Regions from separate parts of the Rattus norvegicus genome. Here region 1 is linked to region 2. The links are chromatin contacts, called in public Hi-C maps. All regions are on one chromosome and are shown on one strand. The core of a region is the stretch at or near the end of the contact, and the rest is flanking DNA. Distances in the headings are between cores, read along the strand shown. Region 1 has its middle 28 kb from the start of Ccnl1. Region 2 has its middle 13 kb from the start of Trnaa-agc101.

Region 1 (6,017 bases), core at 1,493-3,992, 76 kb after region 2:
ACCTGTGAAAGTTCCCATGCCACCCCATGCAGAGGGAGGCTTGGGTATCCATATTTGGAAGCCTCTGGAAAAGGCAGGCAGACTTCTGCTTTCCAAAAGGCAGAGGAGGGACAGACCACTCAGGTGGGAAGATCAGGCAGAATGATGCTTCCAGCCAGGTAATGAGCCATCTACCCTTTTTCTGCTTAGTCAGAGCCCATAGAGAGGGCCAAACAGAAGTCCTTCAGTGACTGCCAGGCAGCATGGCATAAAATGGTGACTGAGTCACAACTGCCTGAGGGGTCATGGCCAGACCTTCCCAGGCTTGCTAATCTCAAGTCAGCACAGAGATTCTCTCTGATCTCCTTGGAGCAGTGAGTTTTAGGGAACTGTCACGGAGCACTAGGAACAAAAGGAACCTCAGACATGGTGTCTCCGATGTTCTACCTCCAACCTTCTCCAATATGTGACCTCTCAGGCTGTTTGGCCTAGCTCCACCAGTCCTGGTCACGTTCAGAGCTAAGGTTTCCTTTCTGCCTACACCCTCCTAGGCCCTGGAAAGGTGCTCCAGTTTCCACAGACACTTCCTGCTACTTTCATCTCCGTTCTTTGAGGTAGCGTTCTTGGCTTACCAGCAAGAGCTGTAGATCATTTACGCAGGAAAACAGCACTTCCTGTTTCTGGCCTCCAATGTTATTCAACATGGCGACCCTTGCTGAGATTTGACAAACTCCTCCCAGGTTCTTTCCAGTGCCAGTACAAGGAGTCCAAAATCATCTTCAAATCCCCCTTTAATTCTGGAGGCTGTCACCCTCTGAGTCTGAGGCCTCAGTTCGAAGCTGACTCAGCTGCAGAAAGCTGGATCAGGGCCTGCCTGACTGCCCTCACAGGAAGGTGCAGAACACAGCCTCAGGAATGCCAGGCCGTCTGCCAAGGGCTCCTTTCTTTTTCATGATCTAGTTTCTTAGTTCCTCTTCTCCCAATCTTGAACTGCACCCAACAGTCCCCTGAGGGTGGTGCTGGAGGCGGGGAACTGAACTGTGTCTCCTGTCAGGTATCCCTTCTGACAGTTCCTCCCACAGCTGGGCCTGCTTGGTCAGACCAGCCCTAGGTCATTCGGCGTGACCCTGAGCAGGGGTAGTGCCCATCGGTGGCTGTCACCTCTGACCCTTGAGGATGATTGGCAGTGTTTAGGATGCCATCTACCTGGCTCACCTTCCTAGGCCTCTTGCTGAAGCTCCTCCACCTGCCTCAGGCCTGGCTCTGCTTTGCCACCAACTCCTTCCTCCCACAACTTTTTTGACTCCTTCTTTTAAAAAAAATAATAATAATGAAATGGGTCTGGAGAAATAGTTCAATGGTTCCCAGCACCCTCATGGTAGCTCACAGCCATCTATAACTCCAGTTTCAAGGGTTCTGATATCTTTTGGCCTCCAAGGGACTGCAAACATGTGGTGCACAGCCGTATATGCGCACAAAACACGCACACATTTTTTATCTAGAAACTCAAGGGCTGGAGAGATGACTCAGTGGTTAAGAGCACTGACCGTTCTTCCAGAGGTCCTGAGTTCAAATCCTAGCAACCACAGGGTGGCTCACAACCATCTGTAATGAGATCTGATGCCCTCTTCTGGTGTGTCTGAAGACAGCTACAGTGTACTTATATATAAAATAAATAAATCTTTTAAAATATTAAAACATCTCTAAGTATTCTGTAGTGTTCAAGTTGAAAAAAAAATCAAAACAAACTAGCCTAGGCTGCTTCTTGCTGTACACACGTCAGAGTTAGATGACAGTTATGTACCCCCTAAGGAAATAAACAATACTACTTTCATTTTTCGTGTAGGTTTAACATCCCCTTCACTTTCTCAGAAAGAAATTAAACACTAGTATCTGTGTGGTAAGATAGCGTCTCATAGTGTCCAGACTCCGGCAAGGATTTTGCCCTTCTTGCTGGTTTTCCTATCTCCTGGGTGTGTGTGCAGCTGAGAGAGAAGGGGTGGGGGTGGGGGAGATGACACTCCGAAGAGGAGAGGGAAAATTGGGGGAAGAGGCACACACACACACACACACACACACACACACACACACACACACACACACACACACAGCGCAGACCTATTGTTCCAGAGGTGGCGGCTACACTCTTTGGGGCAGTACCCTGGATCTTCCTTTCAGGGAGCAGAGAATTGCTTCCCCATTTAGTGCCTGTGTTTTGTTTGTTTTCTGGCCTTTTCTTCTTCGTAAATCAATCGCCTTTCCTGATCACTCGGCCTGTGCAACACATATTCCTCCCTGTCTGGTCAGCTAAGTGAGCTGCCCCCTTTGTGCTCGGTTCCTGAGGGAGGGAACTAAGCGAATCTCCCACCTGCACAGGGTCAGAGAAAGCGTGAACAAGGACAAGGACGTGCTTGGCCCCGAGGGAGGCAGAGTGAGGGGGATCTGGGTCTGAGTCTAGAACACAGTCTCCTCCGGTGAAGTGTAAAGGGTAGAGCTAAGCCGTGGAGCCCTTGAAGCTACGGCTTGCCGGTGTGCAAGGAAGGACTGAGCTGGGCGACATTATAAAAACTACCGCTGTCTGCCTGGTTTCTGCGCTCACCTACCTCACAGAACCCGGCTTATCCAAGGCTCTGAGAGAGGAGTTTTCCAGGAGCAGCCAGGATCCTGGTGGGCTCCGCCTCTGCCACTCTGTGACCTCATATAGCACTAACCCTCCCAGGGTAATTCTCCAATCCTTGGCCCCCGGAGTGGGGCAATAACTCCTGCCCCACCCTCCAGTTTCCTGGGACTGAAGTGAGAAGCAAAACCAACACTGTGAGGAAACACGGTCTGAAGCCAAAGCCCTTTGTGAGTCAGAGGTGGAGTCTCCTGTCTTTCCCCATAGTTTACCAGCCAACCCCCAACCCCACCCCAACCCCGTCCAACTAACTAGCCACAAGCAATGGTGACCGCGTGCTGTCCCCTAGTGGCCAAACTGCACCCAATTCATTTCAGTAATCTTTCCAAGTCCCCTAAGAATACAAGAACACTTGGCGTGTATCTTTTTCTGTTAATACTGAGCCATCATTTGGAGAGACGCTCGAGTAGATCAGAACTGTGTGGCCCATAGCTGCTGGGAGCACTCCGAGAGCTTCCTCAGATGTGATCTTACTAGCTGCTCACTGCCTCGAGCTAGGACTGCCTCGTGTGAACCTGGACTGTCACATACATGCTGGGAAGGGAAGAAGAACAGCTTTGTTTAAAACAAAACAAAACAAACAAACAAACAAAACAAAAAAACCCACACAATAAAACAAAAAACCAAAACACGCAGCCTTTGCCTTCACATCTGTGCGATAATCTGGTCAACAGTCGCCCTCTAGTGTCGGTGAATGTAACTGAAAATTCATGCCCTTTGACCGGATCACGTGCTTTCCCTTAGCCTCTGAAGTAGATTTACAGTGAATCAACCCCCTCTCCTCACCTCCCCTTCCCTCTGCTCCACCTTTTCCCTTTCCCTCCTCTTCCTCATTCTCTCCCCCACACACTTGTTGTTTTTAAGTGCGGAGGGAAGTAAGGTCTCATTATATAGTTCACGTGGGCTTTGAACTTTCCTCAGCCTTGAGAGAGCTATGGTCACATGTGAGCATCACCCTGTCCAGAACAGTCACTTCATTATACCCCTTGTCATTCAATCGATTCTCAGATTTGAGTAGTTTCCTTTTATTTGTTTTGGTTTTGTTTTGTTTTTGTTTTTTGTTTTTTGTTTGTTTGTTTGTTTGTTTTTTCCGGAGCTGAGGACCGAACCCAGGGCCTTGCGCTTGCTAGGCAAGCGCTCTACCACTGAGTTAAATCCCCAACCCTGAGTAGTTTCTTTTTAAAACTCTGCTCCTGGCCTAATGACTGCTATGGGCACAGGCTCTTGAGCAGATAGCATCATGGGCTTCAGATACCCATAACAGATCAAGGGAGAATCTTGTCAACTTGGTGCCAAGTATTGTATGGCCTTCATAACAACGGCAAGCACAGCACAGAATAGCTTGAGAGGGGCTGACCGAGATCCCAGGGACTCACCAAAGCATCTCAACAAGCCATTGCATTGCCCGTTCCAGGACTGGGTTCCTGAGGACTCCTGTTCAACCTTTTTTTTTTTTTTTTTTGGTTCTTTTTTTCGGAGCTGGGGACCGAACCCAGGGCCTTGCGCTTCCTAGGTAAGCGCTCTACCACTGAGTTAAATCCCCAGCCCCTGTTCAACCTTTTGATGTTGTCAAAGACATTTAATCTCAATCAGGGGCTTCTATTCAATTCCCAGATAAAAGACACACTTGACCTTTAATTTATAATAAGCCTTTATGAGCACGAAAGCTGGGCAGATATCTACCTATATGCCTTTAATCTCTGCTTTCCTATTGATAATCCCTACTTATTACTGTGTTCCACCTGGTTTTCTCTTAACTCCAATTGCCCAGCCCTCACGGCCATGATTTTAAGATTCTTACCTGGTGGTATCTTCCCTCCACCTCCCTCTCTCCCTCATGGTTCTCCTCCGACCCTAAGCCTGGGCACCCCCAAGCCCTGCCTATCTCAGTTCTGCCTAGCCTGATTTGTTCACCAATCAGGAAAAACTTGGTGGGCAAGGTTGCATAGCATCAGCTGGGTCTACGTGCAGACTCTCTCATCCCTGGAGGCAGTTAAGCCTCATGGGCCAGTATTTAGCATTACGATACAAAGCCGGGTCAGACCAACCCTCTACACTTTGCATTACAGCACAACATTATCTACAAAGTTCACCCTATGATCCAGTCGGCAAAAGTAATTGGCAGATGAAGTCAGTTCATAATCATCCTGGGACACATGTGGACAATGGGCTGCATGGTCTGTGCGTGTGAATCATGACAGTTCCCATAAGAAAGCCTTCTTCCGGCTCCTGCCTCTCAGAGAGGCATTCAGTGAGGTCATGATTGCGTCCCTGCTCAGTCTTCTCAGGTTGTGAAAACATGTTTCACCAACATCTGTGTGCCAGACACTGGGCTTTTCACATGCACCATTTCACAACCCTCGGGAAAACCTTGCAAGGTCGGATGATTTGCCCTGGTGTAGGTCTGAGTGAGGACATTGAGTTCAGAAAGGTTGAGTCTTGCACTAGATCACAAGGTGAACAAAGAAGAAAGGGTCAGTTCCTAGTAATGACAGTGTATCTGACCAAGGACAATTCTGTACATTTCTGCTTTGGGGTGAAGGATGGCCTCGATAGCATCTTAGGTGAGGACCTATGCCTCCACAGATTAGACTTGCAAATCAAGCCAACAGGTAACTTAGCTATGCATAGGTGTGACTGGAGCCAGATTTGCTCATTGTCCCAATTTCTCCTTCCATTCCTTTCCATCGTCAAAGGCCAAGTCATGACCAAGTCATCCCTGTGGCTGCATTTGTCTGTCTGCCACAAATGTGAGAGCAGCTGTGGGCTAACTTACCAAGAGAAGAATGCAGAAAACCCAGGTTTGGGGGCCAGGTGGTTTAAATTCCACCTCTGCTGGGCTGGAGAGGTGGCTCAGCAGTTAAGAGCACTAGCGTCTCTTCATGAAGACTGTGCTCTTCCAGAGGACTGGGTTTGATTCCCAGCACCCACATGGTGACACAAAACCTTCTCTACCTCTAGTTCCAGAGTATCTGAAACTCTTTCTTTCCTAGCCCCCTTGGGGGCTGAAATGCATGTAGTGCACAGACAGACATACATGTTGGCCCCAAAACCAACCCACTTGTGCTTTATCTCGGTGGTGGGGGGAAGCTACCTAACTTGTAGGATTGGGATGGAAATGAGAAGTCGAGAGGAGGCAGTGAGTGCCAGGGTCACTTCTCTGTGTCCTATTCACCAGTCTCTGAGGAACACTCAGGTGCAAGGTGTCGGCGCCTGCGCCGCCAGTGCTTGAGTATCGGGCGTAGGTCTGCGGGATTGAAAGAAAACACGTACACGGGTCACCCTTTTTTCAGCAAGTGCCACCAAGGCTTTACTGAGATCTCCTTATATACCCGAGGCAAAAGCCGTAGAAAAACAACAA
Region 2 (6,023 bases), core at 2,838-5,337:
CCTCTCTTCATCCCACAAATAAGTTATTTAAGCTCAATTCATTGTATCTTCAAGGGCCCTTGTCTCCAAATAAGTTCATGTTCTGAAAGGGGGCAGGGATGTAGCACATCAGCACATTTTGGGACGATATGACTCAATCCAGAACATTACCCATCTCAGGGTCTGAGGGAATTACCTCATGACTTGATGTAAGTATGACAGTTTTCGTGTTCTTTTTAAGATTCGAGCAAACCAAACACTCAAGTCTATAATCAAAGCACTCTAACAGAACGCATATCTCTGAAGTGTGACACACACACACACACACACACACACACACACACACACTGAGTGAAGTTAAGAATCCAGAAAGCGATTTTACATAGGCTCTCAAGATGCAGTACAAAGATGCCAAGTCCAGACCTTTTCATGCTTCTGAGTGTGTTCTTGCCGAGTGTAAAGGAAGCGGTGAGGCCAGAAAGCTTCTCCTGTAGCTAAGTGATCCAGACAGTGTTGCCTGAGGGCTCAATGGAGAGTCATAGCTCGGAACACCTGGATAGTCTCCAGTCTCCAGCCAGAGAAGCAGAAAAGTAATACACACACACACACACACACACACACACACACACACACACACACACACACACAAGCACTGTTCATCCTGTTTCCCTGACATAATAGCTTCTAAAGAACAAGTTATTGAAGTTCAGGTACCATAGTGTTTGGAGACAATGAAGATGGCCCTGGTATAGTAACGGGCTTCCTAACACACTGATCAGATTCATATTTTTTTTATGACAGTAAATGTGCCTCACGTAATAGAACTTACCGGCAGCACTAACTGTGGTCGTACTGTTCTTTTATTTCCTAAGAAATAACACTTTCAAAAGTGACAAAGGACTCTCTGACAAAGTCCCAGCCATGAGAGTACAAATGACTCAAGTGACAAAAGGAACTCAGTGTGGTTAGCTTATTGCCCCACTTGATTCCTGACACAAAAGCAGGTTGAGCCAAGGCATTTCCTCATCCTGAGTATCAGTGCCAGCCCAGCAGAGAAGCCCTCAGAAATGAACCAAAGGATGGGCAGGAGTCACCGACAACACCAGGTACCTTAGCCACTCACTCAAAAGACGTTTCTCCGAAGCATTAGCTGCAAACGTGAGTTCACGGCTCTCCTCCTTTTCCTATCTCACGATTCGGAAATCCGAACTTTCCAAAGGCAGTTGCTATCTACAAAACGATCTGTCAGCTGCACTACAAGCAAAGAAAAATAGCTCTAAAGGGAGGCCTTTGGAGAACTTGGGACCCACGGTCACCACGCAAAGGCAGCAAGGAACTGTGGCCTTTGTTGGGGAGAAACCTGTGGAGTCACCAGGCTTTAAAAGCTAAGTAAGCACTGAGGGGGAGGGGGAGGGACACTCACATGAGCATGGGATGACAAAAGAGAGGAGTCCACAGGGAGAGCAGCCCAGGGAGCTCAAGAACGAGATCTAGCCAGAGAGGCTCAGCCCCATGAGTCATGAAGAGGCTCCCGTCTCTGAGGACATGTTATTTTGACAGGGTTTTCAAAGTCTGGAGAGACTATCTCCAGAGACTGCACCATACCCTCTGTCCTGATTCCACCTCTGCCTGGACATTACAGTCTCTTTCTTGTTCTCCCTCCTGAGAATGGAAGGTGCCCAATAGGGAGAGACAAGGGCGCTCTGCCCCGGGCCGCTGGCATTCTGTGGAACCAGCAGTACAGAGGATTTCTGAAGACCGCGCAAGTCTTTAACTGTCTTCTTTGCCCCACCCCCACAGACCGAGCCCAGGCCACGGGGTCATCCCTGTGGCAGCTGAGATAGGCAAAAAGGGCCAGACATTGACCAGAGACCAGAGCTTGCTGGCCTGGGGGCCCTGTGAGCACTCTGGACTGCATTCCATGCTGCCTGCCAGAGCCTAGCAAGAGCTCTAGGGAGAATCAGTATTGTAACATCTGGTTTGTAGCCAGGTGTTGTGTGAGTTCAGATTGTGTGATTATTGTTCCCAAATGTTTTTGAATCCTCAGGGAAGAGGAGGGTAAAAATCTAATTCCTAGGTCAAGATAGTGGAGGAATCAAACCCCAAATATTGTCCTCGCCACCAGAGTTGCCCAGCTGTTTCCTCTTCCCGTGGTTCATCCTGTCCCTGGTTCAGTAAGCCACAGGGTTCCTGAAACAAGATGAGTCCAAGCCCCAGATGGAAGGATCCATCCCAGGAGCAGCAACTTAAAAAGAAAATGGCCCTGGGAGGACAATTAACACAGAGTGCTAAAATACTATATAATGTAAGTCCACTTAGAGAGACTTTCTCCCCAAACTGGCCAGGACAGACACTGGTTACATTCAAAAGAAAACAAAACAAAACCAAGAGTTGGCAAGATGGCTCAGTGGGTAAGGGTGCTTGCTGCCAAGTCTGAAGTCTGGACTTCAATCTTTTTCTTTTCTGGAGCTAAGGACCGAACCCAGGGCCTTGCGCTAGCTAGGCAAGGGCTCTACCACTGAGCTAAATCCCCAATCCCTGGACTTCAATCCTACAGCCCAATGATGGAATGAGACAAATGACTCCTACAAGTTGTCTTCTGCCCTCCACACACAAATGAATGAATGTCTAAAAAGAAAGCCTTCTAGAAAAGAAGAAAGCCCTCTGGTTCTGCAGGTCACACCTCTCTCTCTCTCTCTCTCTCTCTCTCTCTCTCTCTCTCTCTCTCTCTCTCCATGGCGGCTGTGGCCTCCCCAGAGGCCATCAGTCTATCCCCACTTGGACTCTAGGGACATTTGGCAATGACAGAGCAGGTTTCAGCTGCCACGGATGGGGGTTGCTACTGGAATTTAGAAGCCAGAGATAAGGAATGTTGTAAACCTACAATAGGCAGCAGACTCCAGATGTCAAAGAGCTGAAGAAGCCTTGCCTAGAGCAAGCCTCATCCTCTCACCAGCCCAGCTGTCGCTGACTAAACAGAAAAAAAAAAAAAAAACAGAACAGAGCAAGGGTAACCGGAAAACCTGCACAGAGTCGTCGACCATCAAAACTTAATTTATTAGCCAGGAATAACGGCAGTACTCGTCTATAATCCCAGCACAGGAAAGGCAGAAGCAGGAGAACCAGGGGTTCAAGACAATGCTGGACTTATATAGAAAGTTTGAGGCCAGCCTGAAGTTGATGATGATGACGACGACGACGACGACGACAATAATAATAATAATAATAATAATAATAATAATAATAATAATAATAATAAACAATAAATAAATCAGTCCTAGTGATTGCCTTTGACTAGTCTGAAGTCAGCTACTCTGTGTCTCTTTCAGTGACTAAGGGCATAAGTGGAATCCCAGTCCCCTGAAAGCTAACAGTCTGAGATGGGCAGCAGTGACTGGGCAGAGGAAGAAAGGTGATGTAGAGAGCGTCCATCTGCACCTCCATTATCCACCCTCACTCAAATACGCAACCCGTGCTTCCAGGCACAGGGAGATAAAGGCGGCTTCTTCCCACTCTCTGAGCGCTGGCAGCCAAGCCAGGAGGATGAAATTCATACACAAAGAAGCGGAATACAAAAATGCCTTTTGGAGAGGAAAGTACAGCAGGTGCTGGTCACAATGTGTAGGAAAAGAAGGGATGCTCCCGTGTGGTAGAACCACATGAAGATTGGGTTTTAGCCAGCTGATGGCCCTGCTGGGACCTGGGCGTGCCCAGGGCAGGGTTACAGTAGGGGTCAGCCATCATACTGACAAGAATTTTCATGCATGGGTAGGAGGGGGACTGCGGCAGGCAGGGAGTTCTGGCTCAAAGCATCCTTCCTGCCTGGTCTTTGGCTACTCAACAGAACTCTGAGCTTCGCTTTCCTTTTCATTCCTCTCTCCAAGCGACAAAAGTCTGATCAACCATCATTCAGGACCTCACACTACAGGAAGCCGCGAGGACATTAACAACAAGATGATCAGCATCCATTCGGTTCCAGAAGGACCCAGGAACCGTTACTCACAAGCTACCTAATGTTTTTTGCTCTCTTCATGTGCCTCTGGCTTCGCCGGCAACGGCAGCTACCCAGGTGAAAAGCCACTGGCTTTGAAGACGCGCTAATAATTTCCGTGGCCTAGCTGTTTTCCAGGGCTGCTAACAAGCATTCGGACTGACTGCCCCGTGAGCTTTCTCCTCTGACAATGAAGCAACAGAAAGGTCAGCGGCCGGACACAGAAAGAGGAGAAGGGTCCTGAATAAACACAGACAGTTTAATCAACCATGAAGAAACCCAAGAGTTGACTGAAAGTGCTTTGTCAGGGGCAGAAGGGAGGGCCTCTGCCCTCCGAGAAAGGCGAGGAAGGTTGGAGGTCACCTCTCTGACCACAGAGGCTGCCTTGGTGCAAATGTCAGTGGGAGACTGAAAAACCAGAAGGGCTTAGAGAGGGAGGTAGGGAGGGAGAGAGGGGAAGCAAGAGAGAGGGAGGGAAAGGGGAAGCCAGCATTTGGGCATTTTCCAGAGGACTGGGCAAACAAATGTTCCCTGGAAAGAAGACAAAAATATCTTAGCTCAATAGGAAGGGAAGACGCATCCAGCGTGAGGACTGGAGAATCTGTTACCCCTTCAGGCTTTCGTCCTTCGGGCCTGTCATCTCTGATTCCAGATTCCTTGGGTTATTTGAAAGATTGCTTTATTTGAATTACATCAGTGTCCTTTACTTACATCTAAAAAAAATCAAGGTCAAACTATGTTGATATGTGGAAGGGAATTTAGATGAAGGAGGGTAAGTCCTCTCTCTGGCCCTGTAATTACTTTCTTTGTAAGCCTGAATACCCAATCAGATGAATGTCTTCTCCACACATCTTGTCAGTTAGAAAACACCTTTAAACAAAGGAATCTGGAAGGCACAGCAACATCTGTGTCCAAATATATCCAAGCCTGTTTATTTTATTTTAATTGAAAATCAAATTACTTTAGATGAACAAGTCATTTAAAAACAGCACATTTTTAGGTAATTCTTAAGATCATTTTGCAGACCATGAAAGCAACTTGATGTCAGGCTCTGTCTTTATAGGCTATTTCTGAGCTGTGAAAATATCAGCATGAAATCGGGGATAGCATTCAAAAAAAAAAGTCTATGACTTGAAATGATTTGCATAAGAATTTCTATTCCACTAGAAACCCATGTTTTAAGGACAGGCTGATCCTTCCCTGTAAGTAAGCTCCTGTATTTTGCTTACTTTTTTCTCAGCACAATTAAAGATACATTAAAAGTCACAAAATATTGTTTTGACGAACATTTCTATTAAAGCTAGCAAATGTGGAGCCAGTTCTAAGGCAACGCCCTCAGCAAGCCAGAGGGCAACTTTCAGACCCTCCAATTTCATTTGAGTAACTCACATCTACGACGATCTTCGAGTCTGGGATCTGGTCTGACAAATGTTTACTCCTTTAGGCTCACTGTAGTTTCTTTTAGAGCCAAGCCCATGAGCCCAACTATTTATGAGAGGATAATAGGAACAGGAAGATAGTTGTGTTGTTTTCCCTCGACCCTTGAGGATTAAGAATAAAAAATTAAGCCAATTAAGGGGCCCTGATTGCCCTGGGTGTCTTAGGAGGAAATGACTTTTTAAGGCATGTGGGAGTTATTAAAAAATAAATTTCCCTTGAAATATTTTCTTCTGTGTGTTGATACACAAAGGGCTGTAGAATGGGGCCTCCAAGGAAACAGTAACTTGTATGGAAACCACGTTGCTGTTTTAAAGAAAGAGGTCAAGAAAGAGGCCAAATGCAGTTTTCTAGTTAGAAGTCACTGAATTCAGATACATCATGATTGCTCAGGATGAGGAAAGATCCCGCAAACCACATATGGCAAGAAAAAACATCAGGGATCTTTCTTTCCTTTTTTTTTTTTTTTCTTCCTATTTTTTTTATTCTATTTATTAACATTCATTCTGAACCATACATTTTGGTCATCATACTTTTCGGTGTCTAATGTCACAGGCAAACCATACACTATCAATGAGACTGTGTCAAGCCGGAAGAAAGGCCTAGCCTCTCCTTC

The links. A called contact is a pair of places that touch in the nucleus more often than the background predicts.
Region 1: a Hi-C map of the Rat2 cell line shows a contact between it and region 2, with 16 times the contacts expected there. The contact joins two enhancer-like sites. A contact is called at or near these places in 9 of 12 Hi-C or Micro-C datasets (the A7r5 cell line, the Rat2 cell line, Schwann cells and 4 more) and 1 of 1 datasets of contacts at active chromatin or transcription factors (oligodendrocytes).

What each region holds. Positions count from the first base shown.
Region 1 is chr2:152,476,864-152,482,880 of GRCr8, forward strand. No RefSeq gene overlaps it. Among named protein-coding and RNA genes, the nearest start is that of Ccnl1, 28 kb to the right of the region's middle. Within about 2 kb of position 2,743, at least 60 of the 93 cell types and tissues checked have an H3K27ac peak or open chromatin away from gene starts, as enhancers often do.
Region 2 is chr2:152,399,989-152,406,011 of GRCr8, forward strand. No RefSeq gene overlaps it. Among named protein-coding and RNA genes, the nearest start is that of Trnaa-agc101, 13 kb to the left of the region's middle. Within about 2 kb of position 4,088, at least 17 of the 93 cell types and tissues checked have an H3K27ac peak or open chromatin away from gene starts, as enhancers often do.